Regions from separate parts of the Canis lupus genome. Here region 1 is linked to region 2. A link is a contact called in public Hi-C data. All regions are on one chromosome and are shown on one strand. Each heading gives the region's core, a stretch centred on a gene start, on an enhancer-like site or on the middle of the called end of the contact. The rest is flanking DNA. Distances are from core to core; before and after follow the strand shown. Region 1 holds the start of LOC119877201 (collagen alpha-1(I) chain-like). Region 2 overlaps RAP1A (ras-related protein Rap-1A).

Evidence for each region. A called contact is a pair of places that touch in the nucleus more often than the background predicts.
Region 1: a contact with region 2 is called in a Hi-C map of blood, with 2.4 times the contacts expected there. The contact joins the promoter of LOC119877201 here to the enhancer-like site in region 2. A contact is called at or near these places in 2 of 9 Hi-C or Micro-C datasets (both in blood).

What each region holds. Positions count from the first base shown.
Region 1 is chr17:64,555,906-64,562,170 of UU_Cfam_GSD_1.0, forward strand. It overlaps LOC119877201 (collagen alpha-1(I) chain-like), which reads left to right and starts at 1,869. Exons shown (of 5, transcript XM_038562424.1): 1 at 1,869-2,215; 2 at 2,346-2,912; 3 at 3,003-3,305; 4 at 3,522-3,976; 5 at 4,088-4,401. The coding sequence starts at 2,163. The coding sequence ends at 4,155. It overlaps RAP1A (ras-related protein Rap-1A), which reads right to left and starts at 3,312. Exons shown (of 9, transcript XM_038562377.1): 1 at 3,295-3,312.
Region 2 is chr17:64,488,598-64,495,692 of UU_Cfam_GSD_1.0, forward strand. RAP1A (ras-related protein Rap-1A) reads right to left here. Exons shown (of 9, transcript XM_038562377.1): 8 at 4,138-4,253; 9 at 1-1,067. The coding sequence ends at 4,167. LOC111090743 (a long non-coding RNA gene) reads left to right here. Exons shown (of 5, transcript XR_005372801.1): 2 at 3,109-3,314. Among named protein-coding and RNA genes, the nearest start is that of INKA2, 27 kb to the left of the region's middle. Within about 2 kb of position 4,099, at least 3 of the 20 cell types and tissues checked have an H3K27ac peak or open chromatin away from gene starts, as enhancers often do. A contact at or near this core is called in blood, where this site is marked.

The sequences.
Region 1 (6,265 bases), core at 619-3,118, 65 kb after region 2:
AGTTCTTCTTCTGGAAATCATCCCAAGAAAAAATTCCAAAAGAAAGAAAGAAAATGCTACATATACAAAGTGTTCATTTCATCATAATTTTAGTAAAGTGAAACTATCTACATGCCCAACAATCGGTAACGCGTAGATGGAGTATTTTTGCAACCTCTGAAAAAGGCTTAAAATAAAGATTAAACCTCCTAACTGGTCTTCCTGCTTATACTCTTGCCCTGGCCAATTCCCACCAAGTTGATTTCCACACAGCAGCCAGAAGGATTCCCACAAACTCTTTTACTTGAAACCCTCCAATAGTTGATTGCTCATCTCATTTAAAGTAAAATCCGGGATCCCTGGGTGGCTGAGCGGTTTAGCACCTGCCTTTGGCCCAGGGCGTGATCCTGGAGCCCCGGGGCGATTCCTGCATCAGGCTCCCTGCATGGAGCCTGCTTCTCCCTCTGCCTGTCTCTCTCTCTCTCTCTCTCTCTCTCACAAATAAAATCTTAAAAAAAAAAAAAAAGTAAAATCTGAAGTTTTTACCATGACCTACAAGGCTGTTACTTCTCTAACCTAATGCTCCCTCACTCCCTCTTGCTGTATTCCTAGTTGTTCTCAAAAGGCCAAGTACACTGAGGGGGGGGGGGGGGGGCTTTGCACTTGCAGTCCCCTCTGCCTACAACTTTCTTCCCCAAGAGAGCACATCTAACTCACTTCCTTTGGGTCTCTGCTCCAGTCTCATGCCATCCCTGCCACTGCTTCTCTCTTTCCCTCACCCTAATTGACTCTTCTGCATGGCTCTTATCATGTAATATAGTCTACATTTATTTGGTTATGGCCCATCTCTTCTGATTAAAATATAAGCTCCATGACAACAAGAACTTGATTTTATTCACACAACAGGCATTCAAAAAGCAGTTGTTGAAGTGATATTAAATGCTGGTATAATAATTATTAACTACATGAAAAACCGTGCATTTAAACAAGCTCGGAAGAGAACAGGAAAAATGAATAATTTGATTTGCGAACATTTAAGTGTTGATCACGTTACTAAGGAGTTTGTACAATAAAAATTTAAGTCAGTTGTGATTATGATTTTAGGCTGCCAAAAGTGACCACAGCAATCTTATTTCCTTGGAAGCCATTAGTGTATTAGCTCAAAACTGACTGGTAGTAGTTATTAATGACAACTCTTCTTCATACAATTGTAGTAACAATTACTCTTAAATCTTATTCCTAAAGACCCAAAGTTTGGTCTGTAAGTACCGACAGACACTGCCACCCTTGAGGCCACACGGAAAGTGAACAAAGGCTTTTGAACAGTTTTAATATGGAATTGAATAACACTCGGGGATTCCAGTTTTCCTTTGAGACGGATATCTATGCTTGGTTTCGGAGGGAACCTGAAACTGAATGCAAAATGTCATGCATGAACGTCTGTTAACTTTTTTTTTTTTTTCCTGGAGAGAAAATCTATATATTTCATCATAATCTCAAAGGTGTCAGTGGCCTAGAAAAGGTTAAGAATTACTGTTTCACACTGGAAGTGTACTATCCTAACATAAGCTACCTTCCAACGAACAGAAAATATATCCTACCTAGACACCTCCTTGTAATCATTCAACCCACCCATAAAATTCCGAGTGCCTGCACTGTGCCAGACACTGTGTGATCCTCACTAGCTTACACTGAACCATACTCTGCAGTACACGGTTGAAAATACCAAGGAAACAAGGTTCAGTGAGACACCAGACTGGCTAAATAAATAAATAACTGCACCCAATGCAAATACAGTCTCAGAACAGAAAGCGGTATAAGGAATCATAATAAAGACCGAGAAAAGCTGGGGGGGGGGAAGGTGCTGACTTAGTGCTTATTATGTCAAAGTACTGCAGATACCAATGACATCAAAAGGAAAGAAAAACTACACATGCGTGCCCGCCTCCACACATTGACAGGAAACCAGAAGAAAGTTTCCGAATCCTGTTTCCAGCAGCATCCCTTGAGACTGCCCTGCAGCGTGCTTTTGAAGGCAGGCGCCCTACCTTAAAACTAGGAGCAGCTGCTTGACTCCTACTACGATGGAAACAGAAAGAATCATCACCCCGGACCCGGGAGGCAGAAGGCCGCGGCCACCTGTGAGGCCCAGGGACGTCCTGCCGTGATCCCTTTTCTCTCCGATGCCCTCCTTCCTTCAGGGCAATGACGACACCGTGTTCCCCCCCAGCAAGGAGTAGGTGACTCCACGTCGGTTCTCCTTCCCGAGGGGTCAGAAGGTCGCCCAGAGCCCTGGTGCTCAGCCCCGCGAGGAGGTCCCACTGCTCGGGCGCCAGCGTCTTCCCCTCCCCGTCTCCCCGTCGCAGGGAACCACGCGGCCCGGCAGAGGACACGGCCCCTGACTTCCCGGGGGGACAAGCCACGCTCCCCCCAGCCCCCGGGCCCCGGGCCGAAGGGAGGCTGGAGTCCCGCGGTGGCCGGCCTCCTCCCCAGCAGAGTTCAGGGGCGGAGCGTGGATCCGGGAAGAGCGACGCCGACCAGGCGAACGCCCCGCGGGCAGGCTCGGGCTCGGGCTCGGGCTCGGGCTCCGGGGACGCGAGGAGAGAGGGCGGGAGCGGGGCCGGGACGCGGAGTGGCCGTGGAGATGCCCGCCCTCGGCACCGCGGAATAAAGGCAGGAAAGGGAGGCCGGCGCTCCCGCCTCCCGCCTCCCGCCCCCCGCCCCCCGCCCTGCCCCGGCGGAGCGAGGAGGCACCGGGTCCGCCGGCCTTCGGACCCCGTCGCGCGCCCCGAGCGGAGGGCTGGGTCGCGGGGAAGCTCCGTGCCGGGCCCGGCGACATGCAAGGAGCGGGGAAGGCGCAGCGGCGTGCGGGGCTCCGCGGCCCTCGGGCAGCAAGTGGCGAGCGACGGCGCGGGGGCGAGCGGGCTCGGGCCGTGACACCTCGCGGGGCTGGAGCGCGGGGGACACAATGTCCTCTTTCTCTCGCGCGCCCGGCCCCGGCCCCTCCCGCCCGCCTCCCGCAGGCCCAGCCACGGCGCACCGGCTCGGTCCGCGGGCGTGGCCGGCTCCGGCCCTGGCGGCGGCGGCGGGGCCTCCGGAGCTCCCGCCCCTCCGCCCTCCGCCCTCCCTCCGCCCCTCCCGCCGGCCAGGCCCCCGGGCCGCCGCCCCGGACCCCGAGGGGACGCGGAGGAGGAAGGGGGAGCCCCGGCACTGACCCGCCGCAGCGGCCGCCGCTGCCCTGGCTCGGCCGCCCCGCGCCCCGCGCCCCGCGCCCCGCGCCCCGCGGCCGGCCCGGGCTGCCCGCGCCTCACTCACCCCGCGGCCCGGCGCCTCCTCCACCTCCTCCTCCACCTCCACCTCCACCTCCACCTCCTCCCTCCTCTCGGCCGTGGCTCCGGCTCCGGCTCCGGCTCCGGCTCTGCGCGGCGGCGACGGCGGCGACGGCGGCCTCGAGAGCGGCGGCGGCGCCTCCAGAACGCGCACGCACGCAGCACGCAGCACGCAGGCCACGCCCCCGGCCACGCCCCCGGCCACGCCCCCAGGCGGCGTCGGCCCCGCCCCCCGCGACTTTCCGGAGTCCGCTTAAAGCAGCCGCGCAGAGGACCGCGGTGGGCGCTGAGGACCGGGGGGAGGAGCGCGGTGCAGGGGCCCTGCGGAGCGCGGGCGGGAGGCTGCGGAGGGCGGAAAGCGCACGGGGAGGGGCCCGAAGATGCCGGAGGAGTCGCGGCTTGGAGGGAGCGCGCGCGCTGTGTGGGTAAGTGCCAGGCTCCGTGCGAGGCGCAGGGGCCCTCGCGAAGCTTGAACCCCAGCGGGGCGGGAGGGGAGACGGGCAGCCAGACGACGGCGATGGCAGGTCCTGCTAAGCAGCGTGGAGAGAGGCGACGCCGGGCGTGCGGTGGCTCCGTAGCGGGCCGGATGCTGCCCCGCAGAGGAGGCCTGGGAGCGCGCGTCCTACCGTGTGATGAGAAGGAACAGGCTTCGCAGACACCTGTGCTGGGTGCGCGCGGGGCGGGGGCGGGGGCGGGGCCGGGGGCCTGGCGGGGACAGCCTTCCCACACCGAAGGTCGATCGGCCCGAAGCTCAGAGGTGACCATAACAGACCTGGTAGGTTGCAGGAGCAGCGAGAAGCCGGCAGGGCTGAATGGAACCAGCTACCCCGAAAGCAGCGGCGGTTAACCTGGGAGAGGCGTGGAGGGACCAGATCCGGCGCAGCCGCGTGGGTGGGCTCCTGGAAGAGCAACTAAAAGCCGGGGCGGGGGGGGGGGGGCGCAGAGGAACGACCACGCCTGATCCACAGTTGTAATAATTACCCTTGGGCAGCCCCGGTGGCCCAGCGGTTTAGCGCCGCCTGCAGCCCAGGGCCTGGTCCTGGAGACCCGGGGTCGAGTCCCGCGTCGGGCTCCCTGCAGGGAGCCTGCTTCTCCCTCTGCCTGGGTCTCTGCCTCTCTCTCTCTGTCTCTCGTGAATAAATGAATAAAATATTTTTTGAAAAATGACAACTGTTCTTGCTCTTATGTGTAAAGTACACAACAGGGAAGCACGAATGTCCACAGGAAGGCCACCAGGGATGTTGTTGGAGGTAACTTGGAACAGGAAGGCAACAAAGGAGTGAGAAAGCTACTCAGGTACATTTTGAGTTGGGATGGGTTTGGCAGAGAGTGTGTGAAGGAACAAACCCCACGGATGATTCTGAGGTTCAGAGCTCGAAGGATGAGTTCATGGTGGTGCCATTTAATGGGAAAGGGAAGGCTGCGAACAGGAGAAATTTGGGGTTGGGGGAAATCAGTATTTCTGTTTTGTGCATGTTCCATAAGGTGCTTGTCGTATACATCCACAGGAAATGTCGAGAACAACAGTTGGATATAGATTTGGGATTCTTCAGAGCACAGATGCTTCTTAAACCAGGAGTCTACATGAAAGCACTTAGGGAGGGAGAGTAGCTAGAGAAGAGGACTACGAGGAATCCAACACTTGGAGATTAAGTAGAAAAGGAGGAGGAGCTACCAGTCTGATCAGAGGAATACTAGGAAAGGGTGAGTGATAGAAGATACTTGTTTCTGGAAGGTGGGAGCCATCACTCTTATCAAGTACTGTTGAAACAAGTAAGCCGAGGAGAGAGTTTGAACACTAGATTTGGCCAGATGAAGTCACTGATGTCCTTGATGAGAGCAGTTTCAATGGTGTCACAAGGGAGAAAGTCTGATTAGGGTGTGTTAACAAGAGAATGGGAAGTGAGGAGGAGAGAGTGACTTGCTATAAAGCAAGTCTAAACCGCTCTTGAGGACCTTTGCTATAAGGAGCAACTGGGAACATGGTAGTAGCCCCCGGAGTACTTGGGATCAAGGGAGAGTATATTAAGATGGGAGATGCTTCTGTTGTTGGTACGCTGGATCAATCCTTTGGAAAGGTAAATGTGACAATACAAAAGGGAAGAGAGACAAGTGGAGACTGTCCTCAAGACAGTAACAAGCAGGGCACCTGAGGGGCTTTGGCTCAGGGTGTGATCCTGGGGTCCCAGGATCGAGTCCCGCATCAGGGTTCCCCACAGGGAGCCTGCTTCTCCTGCCTATGTCTCTGCCTCTCTCTCTGTGTCTCTCATGGGTAAATAAGTGAAATCTTTAAAAAGAGAGAGAGAGAAGCAATGAGACCTAGCATGAGAGTGAAGAGGTGGCCTTGAATAGGAACAAGGGCAGTATGTTGACATAGTATTTGGGGGGAGAAGGCAAAGTCTGGATGCAAATGCAGGTAAGTCAGGGAGTATACTTGGTGTTGGTGGTGGCAGAGCAGGAGGGGACAGCTGGGAGCTAAAATTCAGCCCCTGTTCTGCCAACCCTGAGGCTACGTCACCCCAGCAGGAGGGGGGCAGCTTTTCTAATTACCCCACCTGGAGGGGGTTGCCTTTTAGCGATCATCTCCGCCCTCCTAGGACACACACACGCACACACACATACACTGTGTGTACATTTTCCCGGTTTGCACTAAGTTCAATATGTGCGGGCTGCCTCACTGGGTCTGAGGAGATAGAGCTGGTCTGTGTGCTTTCCTTTACTCTCTGCAACAAAAAAACTGTGAATGAGGGGCACCTGGGTGGCTCAGCGGTTGAGCGTCTGCCTCAGGCTCAGTTCGTGATACTGGGGTCGAGGATCAAGTCCCACGTCGGGCTCCCTGTGGGGAGCCTGCTTCTCCCTCTGCCTGTGTCTCTGCCTCTGTGTGTGTGTCTCATGAATAAATAAATTAAAATCTTAAAAAAAAAAAACCTGTCAATGTGGAGGGACTATTGGCTATT
Region 2 (7,095 bases), core at 2,849-5,348:
GGTGAAATTACAAGCTGTGGAAGATTTGAAATAGTAAAGTTAACCCCTAATACAGTATTAAACTTATTTTTACATATAAAAATAATACAGTGGGATATTTTATTCAATAAGATACAATCTATAAGATCAAGAGAGAATATACAAAACTATTCTATGTAGTCTGATGTAGTTTGCTGTATAGTAGGAATAAATACATCTAGAACAGAAAGCATGAAGTCTGTTCTCAAAGAAATCACCAATTAGGTGATTTAAACACTTAGGGGTTTAAAGCCAAGTATTCTGTAAGTACCAGGCAGAAAGGAGCTACAGTTGTACTTAAAACAATGTGGCCATTATAAAATAAAATCTTAAATCTATAAACAAAAACACACAAAACCAAATGAAAATGTACTAAAATTTAATCATCCATAAAAGCTGTAATTTAATCTGACAGTAAAACACAAGAAGCAATATTAGAGTTGGTTTAGTATATTATATATTTTAGCTTTGAAAGCCATAGAAATCAGTTATCCCAGTTTTTTTCCTATAAAAGACCCATTTTTCCAAAGCATTATGCACAATTTTAATTAGAATATAATGACAGAATGATATTTCATAATTTTTTAAATATAAAATGAAGTCAATGACTCAAAAAGTTATCTGCTGCAATGAGTTTGAGGAGAAATTTCATAATCTATATCATTACAGATATAAAGTATAATGGTTCAACTTTTAGTGCTTGACAGGGAGGAATCATGATAAAAAGGTCAATATGAAATCATTTGATTATAGTAGCAATATCTAACATTTGAAATGCATCCATGCTCTTTTGTATAATCATATTAGAGTCAAGTATATTTATTTTCACATCTGTTATAACTGCTATTGCAAAGGAGAAATACTATTGTCTTATTTTCCAAGAGATATACACAGAGCAATTTTTTTTCTCCAGGGAATTTGTGCAAACCAATATAAGATTTAAATTCTTCACATAATATATAAAACAGGAGAAGCCTCTTCAGATTTAATTTTTGAAGTCTGGAATGCTGGCACTTCCCAATTAGGCAACAGTTCTTCATTCCTGTAATCTAGAACATCAAATAGATATATTTAAATATATATACATATGTAAAAATAAACAAACATATGTATATACACACACACACATATACAGTTAATCTCTTGATGTCAGAAGATGGTAGTGAACAAGCAGATAATCATATAGAAAGAAATGATTTCAGCCGATTGTTACTAGACAATGAAATTATACCAAATAGCTATCAGTAACAAGGCTATTTTAAACTTTTAAAAACATTTAAAAATGGTTTTATTAATTTCACAATCTGACAGTCCTGTCTGTAAAAAGGAAAACTGTAATTATTTCTATCTCATTATCTTATTTTTCCAAAAAGGAAATGATACCTGCACATAAAATATCCTTATCCAACCACTTCAGGACTATATGATATTAAGATTACCACTTCTTTAAAAAATATATTTATTTATTTGAGAGAGAAAGAGAGAGAACAAGCACAAGTAGGGGGGAAGGGCAGAGGGGGAGGGAGAGAGAGAGAAGAACCCTTGAGCAGACTTGGCACTGAGCAGAGAGCCTGATACAGGGCTTGTCTGGGGGGTGGGGCGGGAGGCGGCTCCATCTCCTAACCTGGAGATCAGGACCTGAGCCGAAACCAAGAGTCAGACACTTAACCGACTGAGCCACACAGGTGGCCCTTGGATTACCACTTCTAACACAAGTTAGGACCCGAAAACACGACACAGAAAGAGCTGACCCCCATAGGCAAGGGCAGAAGACTCCAAGTTAGTTGTATTACTCAGCAGAAAAGAATTAGGTTAAAGGAAGAATTTCCTGAAGATGAATTTCTCTCCTCCTCTTTAGAAGTGGGACATACTGGAAAGAGATTAACATGTTTCAATACAGTCTTGCTTAAAGGATAAGGTCAGATAAACTGCCCTCAAGGTTCATGTACTCTTACTCAAATATATATATATATATATATATATATATATATTTTTTTTTTTAATTTATTCCCCATCCCAGTACTTTTCAAGTGGGATCAACATGGCACTTCCAGTCTATAATCACTCTATGATTTCTCTGCTCTGCCAAGTATTCTGACTTATTTCGTATTTTCAAGCATCCACGGAGATCTCAGGTGACGTATTAAATATATTGTTGGGCTGAATTACATATCAGAACCTAAGAATTTACACAACCAGGATGAAAGTCTTATTTCTGGATGTAGGCCAAGATTAATCTCTCAGGTAAAGCCACAACACACTGCAGGTTGTATATGAATGAATTTTCACAACAGGCCAGGAGATGGCACCTCTTCCTTTAAACAGGCTAAAACATTTTCTACAGAACTGGAAATTAAACTAGGGTCAGCTAAGGTAATAGCATCAACAAGACAGTTACCTATAAGAGAGCTAAATGATTTAGTTCAGAATAGGAACTGGAGTCCTATTTTCCTTACCTTTGCACCCTTACCTAAAGAAACACACCAGCAAATTTTAAAATAATCATCTTCAGGGAGCTAACGATTTATAGTTATTGAATCAAGATTTCACTAAAAGCCTAAAGCAAACATTAGACCAGACGCTATCTTTCCTAAATCCAACCAGAGGCAACCCCATGCTGTTTCATGCTTTCTGCCCATTTTCCTTGAACTTCATTTAAAAAGGAGGTACCAAAAAAATTAAATTAGACTAAATTAAAGGGGGGGTACAATTACTCAGTTGTTTCCCTGGAGAGAGAGATTCATCCAAGTCTCTAAGGAAGCACTTATTAATTAGTTAATTTGGTGCTCTGGAAGAGGTAATCTGCTCAAAGGACCCAAGAGACTTAGAACTCTCCAGTGGTAAAAGTAGACTTTCCTCTAACCCGACCAAGATTAGTAATATGCACATAACCAGCATCAAAATACATCATAAAACAGCTTCATGAAAATATTCCTTTATGGTATAGTTTATAGAGCTTATGAAGATAAGTAGAAATTGTTTAGGGGATTTAATATATATAATTAGAGGAAAACAAACAAATGGTCCCTCAGCACCTGGTTTCTCATTTGATAGGCAACTTTAATGCTGCCACTAATTTCTCTCCAACAGGTTCGCTTTAATGAAAATTTAAATGGTACTTAAAGTCAACTACTACTTAGAAGCCTGTAGACAAAACATTTCAAAAAAGCCAACCTATACCCAAGAGGAAATGACTACCATAACATAGTACCACATACCCAGAAGAACGGCTTGAGTTAAAAAGACTGGCAATACCAATTTTGGAGAGGATGCAGAACTTATAAAGCTGCTAGTAGGTGTGTAAACTGGTACAACTACCTTGAAAAACTTTTTTTAACAGTAACTACTAAAACTATCCATATAATATAGTATACAGTCTGGCCATTTCATTCCTAGGTATTTATCAAATAAAAATGATGCACATGTGCATACTCATGCAAGAATGTGCAGAATTACCCCATCAGTTCTTCAACCCAAATGTCCATCAATAGCAGAATATATAAAAATATTGCCAGTACAGTCATGCCATAAAAATGAACTACTGCTATATGCAATAAGGAGAATTCTGGAAAACATATTTTTGACTAAAAGGTGCCAGACACAATACCTGTTTTTGTTAATGTTAAGTTCAAAGAGAGGCAAAACTAATTGTGTTAACAATCAGAGCAAGGGTTACATTGAGGGGAGGAAAGACTGTGATTGATACACACAGGTGTGTTCATTTTTAAATAATGCATCAAAATGTGCACTTAAGCATTTTGTTTCAGATAAACCATGTTTCACTTTAATTGGGCATGAATTTAGGAATGACCCTAGAAGGTATTCCATTTATTCAACCACTATTTTCTGAAAACCCATTCTGTACTTGGCACTAGGGACACAGGGTGAATAAAGCACACATGAGCACACATGGTCCTTGCCCTCAGACACCTTACAATCTTATGGGAAGAAAGACAAATTATCAACAGAGGAACATATTTACAAGCCATATATCAATCACGTTCACAAGATACAGAAACCTGGAAATACCCCAAAAGGTGAAATGGGAAGTGGTTAGGGCTGGGGAAAGCCCAAAATAAGAGTATGAGAACGGCATTTGTTCTGCTTTCAGTATCTTACCTGGCTCAGAGCTGCTGCTTACTGTAAGTCTAAAGCAGCAGACATGATTTCTTTTTAGGCTTCTTCTTTTCCACTGGTGTTTTTCTATTTATCTGTCTGACAAGGTCATAAAATATCTAAATAAAAACAAGAGAAAAAAATGTCTTATTCAACAAACATTTGAGATCTTGCTCCACAAAACCATCCTGGTTCTGTTCAATGGGATTCTGCCCTTGGATCTATATATTGCTGCTTTAACAGCAGATTTCTTAGAAGCCCCACGTGACTCTCAGGGTAAAGGACTTACCAATTTACCATGAAGGAAATACACCTGCTCTTAGATATTCAGTATCAAGAAAAAAAAAAAAAAATGAGTAGTAAAAAACAAGGCAGTGAAGTTACAGTCTTCATGGAATCTTCTATGCTTCAATACATTAATTATTAAGGGAATAACAGTTAATGTTCACATTGAATCTTCACATTTATTCTACTTTTTAAAAATGTCAAACTTGGGCACCTGGGTGGCTCAGTTGGTTAAGTGCCCGACTCTTGATTTCGGCTCAGGTCATGATCTAAAAGTCCTGGGATGGAGCCCCACAATGGGCTCCCCGCTCAGCAGGGAGTCTGCTTATTTCCCTCTCCCTTGCCTTCTGTCCCTCCCCTTGTTCACAAGCACATGCGCTTTCTCTCTTAAATAAATAAATCTTAAAAAAAAAAAAATCAAACTTAACAGAGAAGTTGCAAGAATAATACCAAGGACTTGTGTATTTTCTTTATACAGGTTCATCAATTAGGAACAATTTACCACATGTACTTTATCATTAATTGCTAAATACACTCTCTTATTTTCTAAACCATTTGAGAGTAGCTTGCATATAACGGTCCCTTAATGGTTGAGTGTGTATCTCCTAAGAACAAGGATATTCTTCCATTACCATATTATAGTTATCCGGTTGCATACATTTAAGCACTGATACATTACTCTGTATTATCTACAGTGCAGATTCCAATTTTGTAAATTATCTCAATAATGTCCTTTATAGTAATTCCTGCTCCCCTCCACCACAAAGAGTCCATCTAGGATCACATACTGCATTTCATTGTCTGTCACTTTAACCTTTTAGAATCTGGAATGGTTGGTTCTTCAGTATGTCTTTCATGACACTGTCATTTCTGAAAATGGATGGCTAGTAACTTTATAGAATTTCAATTTGGGTTTGTCTGATGTTTCTTCATGATTATATTCATGCTCTATATTTTTTACTGGACCAGGACAAAAGAGATACTTAAGAGGAACTTAAGTTCCTTTTAAGATACATGTAAATGCACATGATTTTTGTTTGCCTCTTTTGGTGATATTGGTTTTGGCTAAAGTGAAAAAGAGAAAAAGTCACCCCAATTTGAAGTGACAAATAATTTCTTAATATATCTTCTGGATTCATTTTGAATGAGAAATGCAAGGCATCAAAGAAAAATACAATAGTACTTATTTAAAAGATTATTATTTTAATTCCAATATGTTTATATGTTTCAAAGTGTCAGAATAATTAAACAACATATCAGCAGAATTCAGTTCTTTGCTATGAAATGCAAATACTAATGACCTGGAATAGAAACAAATATTGCAGAATCTCTTTACTATTACTCATCTATAATAAAAGTGCTTTGTAGAAGTCTATATAAGTCCCAGCTTTTAGGGGCATAGGGACAAATGACAAAATTTGAATATGCACTAACATGGACTTGATTTTAATAATTGTGTTGTGGTTGTATAAAGAAAATATCTTTGATCTAAGGGTACATACACTAACGTATTTATGAATAAAGGAGGGTGATAAGTAAACACTGACATGTTAACTGGTGAAATCTGGATGAAGAGTAAACAAATTTAGTGTTCTTACATATTTTCAGTAAGTTTTAAAAGTAAAATATTTTAAGAATCATTGGTCTACATTTCTTTAAGATGGTGCTCAGATAAAACAATCTCTATTTACCTTATAATCCTAAGATTACAAGGCTAAATTATTAAAAAGAAAAAAAAAAGCCACTACTGAGTGATTTATCCTAAAATTATAAGTGATGCATTTACATTCTTTTCTTTCTGCTACATCCTCCTCACCACCATCTCCTTCAAACCATTTAACTTCTCTATTATCTAATTTCTAAGAAAGCTGAAAACACAGGATTTACGAACAAAACGGCAGTCTCTTTCACAGCTCTGAAACCCTTTAAGAACTTAATATGGATAAGCCACAAACAAGTTCTCATTTGTTCCTTAGCCTTAGCACATAAGCTATAAGATGAAAAATTAAAAGAACAAACTAAAATAGTCTAAGAATCAAAACCACATTTCTTTATGCCAGGCAGTTTTGGGGTTTTGGTACTACACTAACTGATTTTGTAGTGATATTCTCAACAACTTCTTTCACAAACTCTGCCCACTTCACAATAGCTGGTTCAGTGACGAAGGCAAGTTCAAACTATACTAAGTATTCAGTTAGATATGCTCAGAGTCCTCAGCCTAGGTTCTTCTTCATATCTCTCAACTACAGAAAAATCTAAAGGGAACACAGAATAGTTTCTCAATCCCTCTGCCATTACTCAACTGGGATGTTCACTTGATTCCAATTATTATCCCAGCCTCAGCAAAGAACAATTAATTCTTGATTAAGACTGATGTGATTCTGGTATTACTATGTCCTACTTTCAGAACATAGCAAAAATGGTATGGATAATAGTTTAATATATATATATATATTCTGATATAGGCAGCAGGGACCTATTTAGCCAAGCAGTATGTCCCTGTGTGATTTGAAATTTGAGTCCAACAGGAATCACATGTGTATTTATAAAGCCTTAGCTGCCTGAGGTACTATTAACTATCAAAGAAACTCTGTAGCTGGATTATCAGGCTATAAAGAGAGAAACATTGAAAGAAACTCGAATATATACTCTAGCATAAAAAGCTTGTATGTTCCT